Regions from separate parts of the Mus musculus genome. Here region 1 is linked to region 2. A link is a contact called in public HiChIP or PLAC-seq data. All regions are on one chromosome and are shown on one strand. The core of a region is the stretch at or near the end of the contact, and the rest is flanking DNA. Distances in the headings are between cores, read along the strand shown.

The links. HiChIP or PLAC-seq counts read pairs in DNA pulled down with a chosen protein or histone mark.
Region 1: an HNF4G HiChIP or PLAC-seq map of pancreatic cancer cells shows a contact between it and region 2. The contact joins two enhancer-like sites. A contact is called at or near these places in 3 of 484 Hi-C or Micro-C datasets (extraembryonic endoderm stem cells, liver and reprogramming fibroblasts), 1 of 115 datasets of contacts at active chromatin or transcription factors (pancreatic cancer cells) and 1 of 9 other capture datasets (macrophages).

The regions. Positions count from the first base shown.
Region 1 is chr6:8,751,738-8,754,437 of GRCm38.p6, forward strand. The region is part of intron 3 of Ica1 (islet cell autoantigen 1); the gene reads right to left. Among named protein-coding and RNA genes, the nearest start is that of Ica1, 25 kb to the right of the region's middle. Within about 2 kb of position 1,289, at least 46 of the 459 cell types and tissues checked have an H3K27ac peak or open chromatin away from gene starts, as enhancers often do. A contact at or near this core is called in pancreatic cancer cells, where this site is marked.
Region 2 is chr6:8,104,636-8,107,335 of GRCm38.p6, forward strand. Col28a1 (collagen, type XXVIII, alpha 1) reads right to left here. Exons shown (of 35, transcript NM_001037865.1): 14 at 1,960-2,028. Among named protein-coding and RNA genes, the nearest start is that of Col28a1, 87 kb to the right of the region's middle. Within about 2 kb of position 1,421, at least 41 of the 459 cell types and tissues checked have an H3K27ac peak or open chromatin away from gene starts, as enhancers often do. A contact at or near this core is called in pancreatic cancer cells, where this site is marked.

The DNA.
Region 1 (2,700 bases), core at 39-2,538, 650 kb after region 2:
CTAACTTTTGAACCCAAGAGTAATGATGTGGCCCATTCTTACTACTGACCTCTTAAAAATCAAGGTATTGGTGAGGTGCAATAAAATGCAGCTTTGGGATGTTTCATTCTGTGAGTTCAGGCACTTATATTCAAAGCAAACATTTCCATCTTTGAAATAGTCCACTGAGTCCTGGAAGCTATTAAAAAACTAAACTTGAACATAATATTTATATATTAACTTCTCAATGTCTTGTATTTATATATAAGGAGGGTAGAGGTCAATGTTGTATAACTTCCTTTGTGGTAAATCACCCTATTTTAAAATTTGATTTGATTTGTCAATACTATTGTGTGTGTATATGTATGTATGTATGTATGTATGTATGTATGTATGTATGTATGGTGTGTGTGTGTGTGTGTGTGTGTGTGTGTGTGTGTGTATGTGTGTGTGTGTATATGGTGTAACATACTGTGCAGGTGGAGGTCAGAAGAGAACTTGAGGAGTCAGTTCTCCCTAGTGTAGTGGGTTCTGGGGATCACACTAGTGTTGTCAGGCTTGTACAACAAGAATTTCTACTCACATGAGTGCTGGAGATCTAACCTCAGGTCCATGTGTTTATGCACCAGACATTTCCACAGTCCCTAATAAAGCTTTGTATGGGCACTTCGTTTCTGGGCCAGCAGAGTAAATTAGCCTTCTACAGGCCATCCAGTGTAAGAGCACTCCATGACAGCTTGCATATAATTCTCATGTTCTAACTGGTCAACCCACTCTCTCTACGCATCTGTACCTATATTAATGTTTTTGCAACAGAAATCCCTTGGGTAGACAAAACACTAAGTCCAGATCTGCTGGATGCATAGCCTATGACAGCGGATACTTAGATGAAAGCATACTTGCATCAATAAAAGTGCTGCCGCAAGGACCTCCAGATGTTTAAGAGAGTAGTAAATTAAATTAAATATTAAATGACTATGTCTTTAAGACAGGTTCTTGCTGTGAAGCCCAAATGGGTAATCCTCCTGCTTCAACCTCCTGGGATTACAGGACTACCATTATGCCAAGCTTTAATTACTTTTTGGATAAATGTTTGTATTTACTAGATTGTTTACAAAAAACAAACAAACAGCTTCAGCTTCGAATGGCTTAAACTGTATTTACAATACAAATATCAGAAAAGACATTTCCTCTTTCTACCCTGTTCTAAGGTGAACCTCTTCAGAAGCAGCAACCCCATGGCTTCTGTTTCACAATTTCCAGTGGCAGAGAGAAATGGTCGAGAACTGAGACTGTCTGTACTAACATACATAGAGTGAGTATTTACACAGTCATTCAGTTTGAAACTGCGCCTGGGACAGGCTGGGAGCACAGTGGTGAGTAAGAGCTAACTTGGAATTTGACCTCTTTGTGGCAAGGAGGCAGGCAAACAAACTCACACCTGAGACTTTTTCCAAGGACTGCGCATGAGAGGATTTAGCCCCATCTCATAGTGCATTACCCACCAGAGGGGTTTCTGTTGCAGAAATAAGTACGCTATACGAAAGGAAGCCAGGCCATGTGGCAGTGAGCAGCCAGTCTGTGGGTAGACAGCCAGGGACTTTCACCTTTAGGATGTGAGAACTATGAGATCAAGTCAGTCAAGGAAAGATACAGGGCAAAGTGTCCAGGCAGAGCAAGGAAATGGCTTTGACAAGCCTGAACTAGCTGGTTATACCGAGAGATCTGAGAAAAGACCTTAGTGTCTGTAATGTGGTGTGAGTAGTGTAAGAATGGGAGAAAAGAGAAAAGGGAAAAGAAGAGGGAAGAGAAAAGGGAGGGGAGGGCAGGGGAGGGGAGGGGAGGGGAGAGGAGAGGGGAGGAGAGGAGAACCCAGGGGAAGGAGGCAGAGGTCAGGTCTATCAGGAACATTCTGGTACTAGGCTGTCAAGACATGACAAACACTCAGTCAATTCTATGCATTACTGGAATCATATCTAATTTAACCCCCATAGTAGCTGGAACACTTAAGGATTCTTGTTACAAAGGCAACAGTAGCTCAGATCCCATTGTGCAGGGCAGGGCATCTACGGTCTCAAGGCCAGCCCATCTCTCCTAACAAAGCTTTGCAGCTTTCTCTGGATCTGCCTCTGCCCTCAGATTCATAGACACAAAAGGCCATCCTGTATAACTGACAGCTACCCTGTATGTGCTTTGAGCCCTTTGCTAAGGTTTCAAGACTCTTGAGAAGGCTTGGAAATTTTGAGCTTTTAATCGCAGCCTCATTAATGTTCAGCTCATTAACTTTAGCTGCCATAGTAAACTTAGAGACCCTATAGACTATCGTCCATTGACCACACTATTATTCCCAGTGCCCTGTCACTCACAGAACTGATGTTTGCTTTCAAGTTGTAATGAGAACTAAAAGCAAAAATGCTCAGCAAGACAATAATGCAGCAGGCCTTTTATTCATCATACTAACCCAGTAATCAACCTGATATTAAAACACTTGCTACACAGATTAACTAAATATCTGCTTAGTTAATTCATTCTAGAATTTTCCATGGCTTAGTACCAGTATTTCTAGAATCTACCTTACAGGTCATTTTGTTTGCTGTTAACTAAACATTTGCCTGGCTTGAGTGTTCAACTGTGGTTTCTGAAATGTAATGAGTAAATCTTTGATTGTGCTTGGTATTTCAACAAACGCTTACTTAAATTTACGATATTTCATGCATTCCA
Region 2 (2,700 bases), core at 171-2,670:
AAAACACCATAATGTAACCACATATTTCCCATCATTGCAAATTAGCTACCTAAACAAAACTCTCATTAATAGCCTAGTGGGAAAATAAAGTGTCCCAATTGTTACCCAGAATGCAGCCTTTTATACTCGGTCCTAAAGCATCACTGAAGATAAATGTAATTTCCGTGATAAGTCAGGAGCCTTTAAATATTGGGTTTTTATATTCCAGAGTTTATCATAACATGCTTCATATGTGTGGTGATTTGCCTACATGTATGTCTGTATACCACCACATTCATGCCCGATGCCATTAAAGGCCAGAAGAGGGCATCAAGCACCCCAGAACTGAAGTTAAATTTGGTCATGACCTACCATGCAAGTTCTGGAAATCAAATTTGGGTTCTCTGGAATACCAGCTAGTACACATAATTGCTAAGCGATCTCTCCAGGCCCCACATTGTATCAGTTTTATATTCTATACAAATATGTTGGGCGTGTCATTGAGGCATGCTATGAAATATTATATTTTCTAGTATTCTAGTATTGTATTGAATATAATATCCTCTCTCTCTCTCTCTCTCTCTCTCTCTCTCTCTCACACACACACACACACACACACATACCACTGCTTTAACATGCACAAATATGAAGAGAAATAATCTAGATAATTGAATTTTCCAGATTGCTTATGTTAGACATAAATACTAATCTACTGGATACCAAAATATTTAAGAAACTATATATTATAACTTTTTGAAATATAATAATAAACAACTATTGACCTGTGTTCTTAAGAATGATTCTTTGGATAGTCAAAGGTATTTGATTTGCAAGGTCACTTTATCTAACACATTATTTTCACGTTATAACAAATTTAACAAAGACAAATTTTAAAATTTAACCCAACAGTCACTTACAATTTAGTGTCTATTGCTTTAGCTAACTGCTTTCCTCTCTTTAAATGTAGGCTGGCTGTTCATTGGTACCAAATGTTGGTCATGGTTGAAAAATGTAAGAATGAGATGCCTAGATCATGTGGCTACAGATGGGAGCTCAGACCTCAGTGTATTAAAAAGACACTTGTAGAGGTTCTTAAACACTCAGAGAGCAGTATATGGCTCTCAGGATGGTGTGTGTACCTCAACATGTATGCTTCATAGAAAGATTTTAGAATAAAGATTTCAAGTATGTGTTTTGTTCTAAAATTCTGTTGATAGGGCCCTAAGTACCTTAGGAAATTATCTCCTATGTGGCCTCTGGCAGATACACTGCAGACTACAGCCCACGGGTTGGCCAACCATAGACCACTAACCAGACCCCACTGCCTATTTCTGTTAATATGGTTTTACTGGTCTGCCACAGCCATCGTTTATACATTGTCTGTGGCTATTTTCAGACTACAACAGCGCTGAGTCATTGAAACCGTTATCAATGGCTCATAGATCATAAGTGCCTGCTATTTTGGGAAGTTACAGAAAGAACTGCCAACACATTGAGTAGAGAAAGCAGTAGGAAGCCTGCTTCCCAACTCCAGGTCAAAGGCAGGTCGTTCAGAATGTCTTGTTCTTTGTGTTAACATTATTTTTCTGACAGTGTTTATGGCAATCCTATTAAACCTGGGGTGTTAGACTCTCCTTCTTATCTGTGTTTAGTAAAATAAAGCTGTGAGCCAAGGGTTGCCATAGCTACACTCGGCAATTTAACTTTTGGACCAAAACCAAATGTATGTGGCTTTAGTGCTTATAAACTAAGATAATTTTCTAATTAACATATAGTAATTACGTGGAATGCAAGTCTGCTGATTACTAATTTTATAATTGTAAATTTCATGTGTATGTGCTTTCAGGTTCTGGGGAAATTTGCATATTGTTTTACTCAATAGGGTGAGAGTGGCCAGGAACACACTTAGCTTCTAATGACTTATACTTCGCAGCCATTTTAGACAAAGTATTTTTCCAGTAGTTCAAAAGCTTTTGTTACCTTAGGTCCAGGAAATCCTTCTCCTGGTAGGCCCCGCTCTCCTGGTGCTCCCTCAGGACCACGGGGACCCTGGTTAGGGAAGGACAGAATGTAAAATAGAAGAGAAAGGAAGGAGAATGGGAGTTGGGGGGGTGTAGGCAGAAGAGAATGTTAATTTCAGTTCCCACAGACATGGCGGCATTGAGGTCTCATTTCATTTAGTAAGAATCCTTGGAGTACAATCCATACTGATTAGCTGCAAGTAACAGGATTCTCACTGGGTTCAATATTCCTCCTGTCTGAACAGGAAACAAGCTTCTAGCTGTCTTCAAATAAGAGGAAAATTGAAATAGGTGATACTTCAGAATAAGGGTAAGAAAATACACCCCATGAGAGAAGAAACCCAGGACTGTGTGGTCTGGAGAAAGGCCCAGAGAGATTTACTCATTTGAGTAAATATTGGAAGAGCCCGGGGAAAGCTCTCCATGGGCTCATGGGAAGCATTACCAGTTTCCCTCTGTCTCACTTTGACCTGATACACTTGGTTATTTTTGGAGCTGGATGAATTCAGAGAAAATTTTATGCATAAGTCATATATCTTCACAAGATCACTAAAGGGGGGATATGACATTTAGTCTCCATGGTTTTAAGAAGTCCTTGAGGCTCCTTTCAGGAAGGTACTAGGAGTGGTGAGGACTTCTCACATGGGTAGAAAGAAAACAGTATAAGTGCAGGGCAAAGTGAGATGGCAGAAAACCCACT